Linked DNA regions of Mus musculus: regions 2 and 3 are each linked to region 1. Evidence: chromatin contacts called from public promoter capture Hi-C data. All regions are on one chromosome and are shown on one strand. The core of a region is the stretch at or near the end of the contact, and the rest is flanking DNA. Distances in the headings are between cores, read along the strand shown.

The links. Promoter capture Hi-C pulls out the DNA fragments that hold promoters and counts their contacts. Capture Hi-C pulls out chosen DNA fragments and counts their contacts.
Region 2: a contact with region 1 is called in a promoter capture Hi-C map of liver, with 2.5 times the contacts expected there. The contact joins the promoter of Kl here to the promoter of Zar1l in region 1. A contact is called at or near these places in 3 of 39 promoter capture datasets (liver and stem cell-derived epiblast-like cells).
Region 3: a contact with region 1 is called in a promoter capture Hi-C map of pancreatic islet. The contact joins the promoter of Fry here to the promoter of Zar1l in region 1. A contact is called at or near these places in 2 of 115 datasets of contacts at active chromatin or transcription factors (embryonic stem cells and microglia) and 1 of 9 other capture datasets (pancreatic islet).

Annotation. Positions count from the first base shown.
Region 1 is chr5:150,516,029-150,519,801 of GRCm38.p6, forward strand. Zar1l (zygote arrest 1-like) reads right to left here and starts at 2,131. Exons shown (of 4, transcript NM_001159693.2): 1 at 1,559-2,131; 2 at 940-1,032. The coding sequence starts at 2,131.
Region 2 is chr5:150,950,637-150,954,409 of GRCm38.p6, forward strand. Kl (klotho) reads left to right here and starts at 1,971. Exons shown (of 5, transcript NM_013823.2): 1 at 1,971-2,905. The coding sequence starts at 2,081.
Region 3 is chr5:150,257,964-150,261,736 of GRCm38.p6, forward strand. Fry (FRY microtubule binding protein) reads left to right here and starts at 1,967. Exons shown (of 61, transcript NM_172887.2): 1 at 1,967-2,375. The coding sequence starts at 2,306.

The sequences.
Region 1 (3,773 bases), core at 881-3,380:
TTCGTTTTTGAGATATGTGTAATGTTAAGTTTCAAACCTGGGACAAGTGCCTGAGGTGCCTATTTAATAAAGCAAAACAGACCTGGCTTCCAGGTACACCCAGCATTCCTCAGTCCCTAACTATTAACCAAGGTAAGGTTGACACACCCTGAACTCTCCAGCCCAGGTCTGGGCTTCCTATACCCCAGAGGCTCCTCCCTAAATCAGACAGTTTGGTGCCCCTACCCCCCACGCCCCCTACCCCCCCTCCCACCCCCGTCTCTCCCCCCTTTGCTCCTTTTGTTTCTTTGGTCTTTTGTCTGCTGTAGTAGATTCTCTTACTTCCTTCCTCTCCCTGCTCCCCACATGGTTCAGGGTCAAGACCACTCTGGACTCACTCAGATTTGTCACTGCCTCTGGGTATGTCTCCCTTTTTTCTACAATAAACTTTTTCTTCTACTATACCTAGGGGCAGTCATATCCTTTCCTTCCCTTTTTATTTCTCTTTTTCATTCATGTAAAGGTCTTTTTATGGAGCCTAAGCTGGTCTCAAACCCCATCTTTCCCCTCCCAAGTGCTGCAGTTGCAGAGTTATATACTACCACCGCTGGTAGTTATTTATTCATTTAATCATTGACTTTCACACTCAAATGGAAGTGTCGATATAAAACCCATCCTCAAGCCGGGCGTGGTGGCACATGCCTTTAATCCCAGCAGCACTGGGGAGGCAGAGGCAGGAGGATTTCTGAGTTCAAGGCCAGCCTGGTCTACAAAGTGAGTTCCAGGACTGCCAGGACTATAGAGAGAAACCCTGTTTTGGGAAGAAAAACAAAAAAACATCCTCGATGCCTGTCAGCATCTATGCCAAAGAGGTGGAAAGATCTCCCACTGATGCGCCTGCACCTTCCAGGCCTCCGTGCCCCTCCCCCCACGCATGCCCCACCTCTCACACTTGCTTACCTTGTTGGTACCTGAGATACACCACACATAAGCACTCTCCCATCTCCTCTTACAATCTTTACAGTGAAAATAGCCATATTTTAGTTCCAAAAACTGAAAAGAAATTCAAATGGAAGTATTTTATTAACGGGGGTCAGGAGAAGAAGAGTGTAGATCCTTGTTTCGTAATTGATGGCTTAACGCAACAGCATCTACTTCTTGGACCTTGCTTTCAGCTATTCTCTACAGAGCCGTTAATTTAGCTTCTAGGCTCGCAGCCCTAGGATGTTTCCTGTCCATTTCCCGCAACACCAACAGCAACATCTCCAAAAATAAAAATCTAGGTTCACCTTTCACACACTCGAAGCTTACTGTCGGCCTCATCTTCACCAGAAATAACGACAAGACTTTTTAAAATTAGGCTCCATGCCTATATTACCAAAATTTGAAAAACACCCAGACCATGTAAACAAAGTACATGCTTCCAGAACGCCACCTTCCTCGCCCAAGAAAAGGTAGAAATAGCACTTACCGATCTGGAAATGGAAGGAGGGAGGACCCTGCTGGTGGGGGGCTGAGCAGAGAGAAAGAAGCCAGCTAAAAGCGGAGCTTCCCAAATGAGCTCTGCGCGTGCACATACCTGCTTTCCCTTCCTGTCCTGAGGGCTGTGGGCATATTCCTCCCCCAATTCCTTCAGCCGTGGGAACTGCTCCTCACGATCCCGGCTCCATGTAGGTAGCAGCAGCTGACTGGCCTCTGTAGGTCCTGTGAGCTCCTCCTGGCTTTCCTCGTCTTCCCCATCCTGGGGTCGCCGGATCAAGGCTCTCCGCCCTACTTCCCAAGCTTCGGTGGGCTTCCTGGAGCTGGTTCTGTCCGAGAGGGAGCTGCTGTGGAGGGTCTGTGACCCCTGTGAGCACTGCACTGACTTGTCCACTCGAAGGCTCACCTGTACGCCCACCTCCGTGGTGTGGACACTGCGTAGCCATAGACTCAGGTTGGGGTCCATCTGAGTGGAAACGGCCTGAAGCTGAGCCCTGTTGTAAGGGTTCATACAGGACTGCGAGACATTTGCTGGTACCCTAAGCCTGGCTAGGAAAATGGGAGCTCCCATATTCTGTGGCCAGTTTTGCTGTTGACAGTGTCTCCAGGGGCCAGGGTAGGTCAAAGGGTCTGTGGTCCCATAGCCACAGGGAACACAGAAAAGACGCTCCATTTGAGGGGAGGGGGGAGTTTCCTCCCTCACCCTCCTCTTCCTCTTTGTAGATTTGATTCGGGTTCACCCAGGTTTCTTAATTTATTCCAGAGCGGGAGCAGCCAGTTAGCTCCCTAATTGAAGTCACCTAGGAGATGACTAATTGTTTTCCCTACCTTTCCAATCAGCAGTGCTCACTAATTTTTTTTCTCTCTCAAGGTTGTTTTTCATTTCTGACTTCTTCACACATGCTTTAACTAGTAATTTCACTCACTTATTCTCTTGGTGACGACTTTGTTGATCTGGTATCAGTGGGTGAGGATATAAATTAGTATAGGTATTATGGAAACTAACACGGAGTCTCCTCAAGAATTAGCAATTGGCTGTGCTGTAGTGGAGCCTTTAATCCCAGCACTTGGGAGTCAGAGGCAGGTGGATCTCTGAGTTGGAGGCAAGCCTGGTCTACAGAGTGAGTTCCAGGACCGCCAGGGCTACACAGAGAAACCTTGTCTTGAAACACTTGCCATCAAAAATAATAATAATAATAATTAAAAATAAAGATTTAAAAATAGGAGGGCAGGAGAGATGTCTCAGTGGTTCATATTGCATCATATTGCAAAGTGCTCATAGCAACTTGGATTCCCAGTCACTGGGTGGCTCACAAACACCTGTAACTCCAGCTGGTAGCTGACATCCTCTTCTGGATATAACTTACACTCACGTACATAGACACACATTCACAGGCACATACATACTTTTTTTTAAAGATTTATTTATTTTTATTTATATGAGTGCACTATAGCTGTCTTCAGACACACCAGAAGAGGGCATCGGAACCCATTACAGAAGGTTGTGAGTCACCATGTGGGTTGCTGGGAATTGAACTCAGGACCTCTGGAAGAGCGGTCAGTGCTCTTAACCACTGAGCCATCTCTCCAGCCCACACACATACCTTTTAAAACTAGATAAATATATCTTTTAAAAGACATTTTCTTATTTAACATATATCTGCATGTATACCTGCGTGCCAGAAGAGAGTTCAGATCTCATTATAGATGGTTGTGAGCCACCATGTGGTTGCTGGGAATCAAACTCAGGACCTCTAGGAAGAACAGCCAGTGCTCTTAACTGCTGAGCCATCCCTCCAGCCCTATCCTTTTTTTAAAAAATAGAACCACCGACCTAGCAATCCCATTATTTGTATGCATATGCAAAGAAAGTGAAATCAATTAAGAGATTCTGCCCTCATCCTCATCCAAGAGTCAAACTCTGGAAGCAACCTACATATCAGATGACAGATGAGTAAAGAAACTGCCATATAAATGGGAATTTTAATCAGTCATTGAACAAGAAAGAAAAAGCATGTGTGGTGGTATAGGCCTTGTCATTCCAGAACCCAAAAGGCTGAGGCAGGAGACTCACAAGTTCGAGACCAGCCTAGCTACACAGCCAGAACCTGTTTTGTTTGTTTGCTTGTCTGTTTTTGTTTGGGATGAACCTGGAGGACATTATGTTAAGTGCAATAAGCTATACAGAAAAAAGATTTTATTACATGACCTCATATGCAAAATCTAAGAAACTCAAATATGCAGTCACCAGTAGAGGGTGGTATTGGTCAAAAGGCATAAAGGAGCAAATCCAGAGTCTAAGGCACAGTAGGATG
Region 2 (3,773 bases), core at 721-3,220, 430 kb after region 1:
AACTGTGATCTAGGAGCCCTGCTATCAAGTTTGGTAGACTCTGGGTCCATCTAATATACCACATGTCCCTCTTGCAGATAAATATCAAATGGGAAGCAGTTAGTCACCCTTTAATCACTGCTGTACGAGAAATTCCTTTTCTTTTTAGTATTGTTGGTCAACTTAAAAAAAAAAAGAACAATAGGTAGAATCTATTTAGCACACTAAACAGTAAGACTAAGTACATCCCCAGCCTCAACTGTTTCTTTCTTTTTAAAAATTATTACTTTTTAAAAAATGTGCATTGGGTTTGTTGTTGTTTTACATGTATGGGTATCTGTGAAGGTATATTGTGAAGGAATCTTGAAGTTATAGACAGTTGTGAGCTGCCATGTGGGTGCTGGGAATTGCACCTGGGTCCTCTGGTAGACTAGTCACTGCTCTTAACCACCGAGCCATCTCTACAGCCCTCCCAACTGTTTCCTTAAGTCACTTGAAGCTTCAGCTCTAGAAGGGGCCCTTGATGCTGCATGCAGACATATGTGCTGTCGAATCTTCCGGTAAGATGGTGACTGCAAGGCTGCATGAAGCGATTTAAAAAAAATTGCTCATTGTTATTTTTTCATTTATTGAGATATTTTAATGACACACTGAATAGAAACGAGGTGTCTTTGTCCCCACCTGGTGACTTCATATCACTAATGGTGATAATGTGTGCTTGCTGGAGTTGAGACTATTTCATCAAGTACTGGAGTAAGTTTACTGTGCTGACATTGTAGCAAGCATCTTCGAATGTAACACTTGTGGCTGTATTGACTTTCTATTTGTGTGGAATTCTGAGGAGGACATCACTCTCAGAGTGCCTGTTCTGCAAGGATGTTACTCATCCCTCTGTGGGCGGGAGGCAGCGGCTGAGTTGTACCTTACTGAGTAGGATGGTGGCATCCTTCATTTTTTCTGGGCTTCCCTTAGGGACTCATCTTAGTGTACATTTGTCCTTTGAGCTTCGAGATGTTTCCCAATGAATGGGACAAAGCCCGTGTATATGTATAGGTATAGGTGTACATTCATACATACATACATACATACACGGCGTGGGGGACAGAAGTCTCCCACCCAGCACTCCTGCCCAGAGACCCCACTTGCTAAGCCAGGGCTGGACGTCAAAACGTGGATATTCATAAGAAGGATGGCAAAGGGTGATGAACGGGATATGGTGCCATGGAAGTTGAAATGTGAGTGGTCTGGAGTTTTTCTTTCTCTTGGAAAACAACTCACAGCTACAACCTCACCAGAGAATCCAGAGGGATCTCATTAAGGAACACTGCTGATTTAAAGGGTTAAAGGGGGATAACGGGGGAGGGAAGAGAAGGGGACGACCCAGGGAAAGGAGAAACAGAAGCCTCACACAACCCATCATTCTTAGACCCACTGTGTGTTCTTGTAGGCTCTGCAGGCTGGGGTCTGAGGCAAGGCGGACTCTCGCCTTCTCTAATGGGATGGGGGACTCTCTTATCAGAAGAAAACTGCCTGAGTACTCTTAAACCTCGCAAAGTTCCACCTGAATTCCCCACCCTGCCTTCCTGCTGTGTTCAGATACAGCAAAGCTCTCCTGGGATGTTCTCTGAAAGATTCCCCTGGATAGAGGGCTCAGAATGGGAGAAAGGGGAAAGCAGGTGATTTTCCCCACTCCCCCACCCCCGAGGCGCCAAACGTTGTGCAAAGTTGGGCAGCTGTTTCTGTCCTCCAGGAACACCAGTCCCAGGAAGGCAAAGGGAGTGGACGCGGGGAGTGGGCGACGCGGGGACATCTCAGGATGGAGGCCACAGGATTGTGCGATGTGGAATAGTCTGCTCCCTGAGCTGGCTGCAGCAGGTGCTTGTTCTCCGACGTCCCTATGACCCCTGCTGTGCTCTCTCTGGGCACCCTGGCTGGCTGAGCCCCTGTCCCGCCCCCGTGCCAGGCCGGAGTGGGGGGCGGCGCCTGCTCTGGATAATCATTGCTCGTGGGGCGGCGGGAGCGGGGGTGGGCACCGCGTAGGGAGGGCGGCGGGGCGCGGGCATATAGGGGCGCGGCGCGGTGCCCTCCCGGCTCCCGCAGCATGCTAGCCCGCGCCCCTCCTCGCCGCCCGCCGCGGCTGGTGCTGCTCCGTTTGCTGTTGCTGCATCTGCTGCTGCTCGCCCTGCGCGCCCGCTGCCTGAGCGCTGAGCCGGGTCAGGGCGCGCAGACCTGGGCTCGCTTCGCGCGCGCTCCTGCCCCAGAGGCCGCTGGCCTCCTCCACGACACCTTCCCCGACGGTTTCCTCTGGGCGGTAGGCAGCGCCGCCTATCAGACCGAGGGCGGCTGGCGACAGCACGGCAAAGGCGCGTCCATCTGGGACACTTTCACCCATCACTCTGGGGCGGCCCCGTCCGACTCCCCGATCGTCGTGGCGCCGTCGGGTGCCCCGTCGCCTCCCCTGTCCTCCACTGGAGATGTGGCCAGCGATAGTTACAACAACGTCTACCGCGACACAGAGGGGCTGCGCGAACTGGGGGTCACCCACTACCGCTTCTCCATATCGTGGGCGCGGGTGCTCCCCAATGGCACCGCGGGCACTCCCAACCGCGAGGGGCTGCGCTACTACCGGCGGCTGCTGGAGCGGCTGCGGGAGCTGGGCGTGCAGCCGGTGGTTACCCTGTACCATTGGGACCTGCCACAGCGCCTGCAGGACACCTATGGCGGATGGGCCAATCGCGCCCTGGCCGACCATTTCAGGGATTATGCCGAGCTCTGCTTCCGCCACTTCGGTGGTCAGGTCAAGTACTGGATCACCATTGACAACCCCTACGTGGTGGCCTGGCACGGGTATGCCACCGGGCGCCTGGCCCCGGGCGTGAGGGGCAGCTCCAGGCTCGGGTACCTGGTTGCCCACAACCTACTTTTGGTGAGTTCGAGGGGCCAGGCAGGGGGCCACCTTGGGGGACAGAGGGCCTCGGAAGTGCCAGAGCCACTTCCAGAAATCCTTACTTGAACCCATTACGAGGTCACACAGGTCTGACACTTTGCAGGCGGAGACACCCCCCCCCCCCCAGCAGCTCTGGGGTTCTCTTCTAGAAGTGGAGTTAGAAACTGGAGCGGAATCCTGCAGCGCGTGCTTTAGGGCCCCTAGAAAAGGACACGGGGCCATTTCTCCACTGAGCAAGCGTTTCTCCCCAGGTGTTGGGAAGTCGAAGTTCCTAGAGGTAATGGCCAGCAAGATTTGTTAGAATCAGCTGCAGAGTCAGAATAAAGACGGTGAATGAAAGCAACACCCGTGTTCACGAGCTGCAAACAGGCATTGCCCGTGCAAGACCTCTGTGTTAATTCAGTAAAACCCGTCTTGCTAGTGACTCAAGGTTATCTAGTTTGGTAGCAGTGTCAAAATCCTTGAACTGTTTGGGTTTAAGCTGTGTTTTGAGGTCCCTTCTGAGGCAGGGCTGGATAGGAACTTCTTTGCCTCTATCACCATGAATTGTCATAGGTCTGAAGACAGTCCCCCCTCCCTGCCCCCCCACACAGTGCAAGATGGACATATAAACACGGGACCATCTACAGGGGGGTGTGCTTATGGCTCTTCCAACATCTGTGTTTCCACAGTGCTCTCTCTAGTTGAAGGGATTCCTCACCGATGAAGTGAGTGACCAAATACAGTCAGTGGTTCTGAACGTCCTGAAGACAGAGGCTCCTTCTAAACACTTTCTAACCAGTCGGGCACTTCAACACTCTAAGCTACAGAGCTAGGCCTGTTCTAAACACTTCTAATTAACCATAGA
Region 3 (3,773 bases), core at 717-3,216, 260 kb before region 1:
CTGCAACCCCCGGAACCAGAATTACTGATGTTTGGGGATGCTGGGTACTGTATATGGGTCCTCCTCAAGAACAGCTGAGCCCTTTCTCAAGTCCCAAATTAAGATGTAAAAAGTTTATGTATTTAAGGCTGGGTGTGGTGGTGCACACCTGTAACCTCAGCACTTAGGTGGTAGAGTCAGGCGGTCTACATAGTCATTTCCAGGACAGCCAGGGAGACAAAGAGAGACCCTGTCTCAAAAACAAACGAACCATAAATATTTATAGTGGCGATATAGAGTAGCTTGTTTGCTTATCACAACCTGCTCTCCCCCACTACTTACTATTACTATTGGTTCACTAAGTAATGGAATATGAGAGTGCTGTGTGCAAGGAAATGTTGCCTTGATTATGCCCACTGTATAAATGGGTGCATTGAGTATGCCTACTGTATAAATGAGGGTCCAAGGTTTAGCAAAGTTAATAATTTCCCTTAGGCTTCAATGCAAGTGAAGCTAGCTGGTGCCAGGTGAGACTGGGGCCCTGGGAGAGCCAATGTAGCATTTTTCTCAGTACCCCTGTGGCTTGTTCTTTCAGTGCTGTGTAAGATGGGGGAGTGCCAACCCAGTTATTAATGGATATTTTTGAAGGAAAGCCTTCCAATCATCTTTTACATAGATCTCGTACATTCTCGGTACAGCTGATTAAAAAAAAAATGAACTCATCACTGAAGTATGCATGTGAATTAGGGAGACCTCAGTCTGATGAAGGATTTCAGGAAGCTGAAGCATTGAGTATAGGAGTGTATCCTGTACTGTATCCATATCCACATTCACAGGTAAACCAGGACATTTCTAGAAGTGGCATTTAATTGGTTTTTAAAGTTCTTTGCTAGAAAAAAAAAAAGTATACTGTCCTTTCGTTTCTCGAATGAATTAGGAGAGGAACTAGGAAGTCTTGTTTGTGTGTTGGCTGGAGGACGGAATTTGTACGTTTGTGTGCCCGGGCGGGGGGGAGGGGGGCGGCGGCGTTAAATAATTACTACATTATAATTCATTCTATTGGAAACTTCCAGTCATAGATATGCTGAGGAAAAGAGGGCCCAGTGGCTTTCGAAATGGCTGGTCAAACCTCACCTGACAGAGGTTCCATCGTTGTCAAAATACAATTCTCTTATTTAATCCCTCCACTAAGCCTATTAGTTGTGAGAAACAAAGCCGACTGAAATCAGGACACATGATACCAAGAATTAAGGAGAAGGCAGGCGCCTAATGCCTTTGCATCCTAGCTCCTTCGTGCTTATGAAATAAGGTGTGTTGGTCTGTGTGAGTCTTAGAAATGACAACATGAAGAAACCGGTCCATGGTGGAATCCGGGCGTTCGCTAGGCAAGCCGACTAAGCATGTGTTCCTTCCCTTCAGGCTTTGAGGCTAGGGTGCCCCTCAAAAAGCCTGTATTGCACAAAATGCGGATCCCCGTCTGCACATCCCAGAGAAGGAAGGAAAGGCCAGGCAGGCAGGCGTCTGGCTTCTCGGTTGCAGCGATGACAGAATCCCCCCCCCCCCCCCCATACACACACACACACACACACATACACACACACACACACACACACACACTCACACACCCCTCCCCAAACGCCGCTGCTTCCAAATGCAAGGGTGCAGCTGGCTTACCGCAGAGTGCCGCAGTTGAGTGTTTTCAGGGACAGACACAAGGGGAAATCGCAGCCCGAGCACACCCCGGGCTGCCGCCTGCCAACCTTTCTGCACCGAGGAGCCTCAGGCAGCTGGCAAATTCCTAGTCCCTCCCCTAGCGAGCTGGGAGGTGGAAGCTGGGTGGGAGCTCAGGTTGAGAAAGGAAGGGGCTGGGGGCGGGGCTTCAGTCCATCCCTCAGCGGGGGGCTGCAGGGTGGGCAGCCAGGAGGCCCAGACATCTGTCCACCCGGGTGCAGCAGCAGCTCACAGTGCGGGTGGGGACTCTGCCACCATACCTGGCTGTGGCTGAGCATGTGGGCGGCCGCAGGCAGTAGGCAGGCATTGCTGCTTATGTCAGCTCTGAAATGAAAGCGGCTGAGGCCTCTGCCTCTGAAGGCTTGCAAGGGAGATCAGCACCCAGCAAATAAGAAGCCAGCCCTGGCCCCGGAGGAGGAGGAAGAGGAGAAGAGGTTGAGCATCCCTCTCCCGGTGTCCTTTAAATGAGGAGCGTGGCCGTTTGCTTCTGACCCTCGCTTACATCACTAACCTGTGACAGGCACATCTCCACGCCCGGTACCTGCTCCTCCAACTGCAGCTTCTAGTCCTAGGGGCTTCTTTGTATGAGGCAGACATGGCCAGCCAGCAGGATTCCGGCTTCTTTGAAATCAGTATCAAATATTTACTGAAATCCTGGAGTAACGGTGAGTGATAGAAAATATATATATATATAATTTTTTTTTTGGTTTTGTTTTCTGGATGCTGCTAAGGTTGGAGCAATCATATCTCAACTGGACACATATGTTTGTGAGCTGAGGAAGTTTCTCTCTCTCTCTCTCTCTCTCTCCATCTGCTGTGAAAATCAAAAACGTCAGTGTCTGAACTATCCCTGCTCAACTTTGAAGGCTGCAATAAAATTAATAGATTTTTTTTTCCTTAGAATTTCCAGAGATGCGGCCCTTCTGACTCTGGGGAGGGCAGGTTCGGCATGCCAGGCTGCATTGCCTGCCTGGTGTTTGTTTGCTGTGTTCAGGCTTCATCTAAATATTTTGTGAAGTGCAGCTTAGCCGAAGGGGTGTGGCAGGGTAGAGAGTACTTTGTAATTGTCTTATTAACAATTATTGTATTATTGACAATTATTGTAATTGTCTGAAGAGGGAAAACGACTTGGAAGTCCAAAACCTAAGACTCATCTTTGTTAGGCACAAACTGGTCTGCAGATCCATTTGGTCTATCCCTGGTACCTGTGCATGGTGTTCAGAAGGCTGTTTATCTGTTCCAGCTTCTAGAGGTCTTAGTTGCTCTAGTACAAGCGTGCTTCTGAAATGTAAACAAGTATGGGTCTGACCCAGATGGTTCCTTAGGCTATAAAAATATCATGGTTCTGAAGTTGCATTTCGGACCTATATAAAAATTGTTAGCAATTCACTATTTCAAAAAGGCAACCTCTAAGCCATCCTGGGTCTGGGTTAGAAATCAGAATGAGGCCTTTCAGATGTTCAGGGATACCTTGCATTTTTCTGCACACTTTAAAAACAGAGTCTTATTGATGCATCTGCTTTTGTGCTGATTTTGTGCCAAATGACTGACAGATCTTTTAGACGCTCTCGACTGTTTTGCATTAAAATTTTGTTTCTAAAAATTATTTTCTATATTTTATTGGGTATATACTAATTAACCTACCTGGAACCCTGAGGGGTACCGAACGTATCCTCCACGAATGACCTGTAGCTAAAAATCCTTTTTATGTAAACAAACCTAGGCAAGAGAACTTGGGCTAGATTGTTTTGAGAAAGCTGAAGCGCCTGTCCAAAGATATTTGGGGGTTGCATCTGTGGATGATCTCCACAGAAGCCATTTTCCCCAGCTCAGGGAGCCCCACTGTGCACTAGGGGGCTTGTCTGGAGTGTTTCTGTACAAGCGGGAGGCCATTTGGGAGTAGTGCTGCTGCTTTGTTGAAGCCATAAATCTTTTAACTTGGGTTCATTTTCCGGATACTCCATACTCACAGACTCACATACGAATCTTCCTTTGTCTGGTGACCCTCTGATTAATGAAAATAATTTGACAGACTGGACACTCCAGAGAGCAGTTTATCTCAA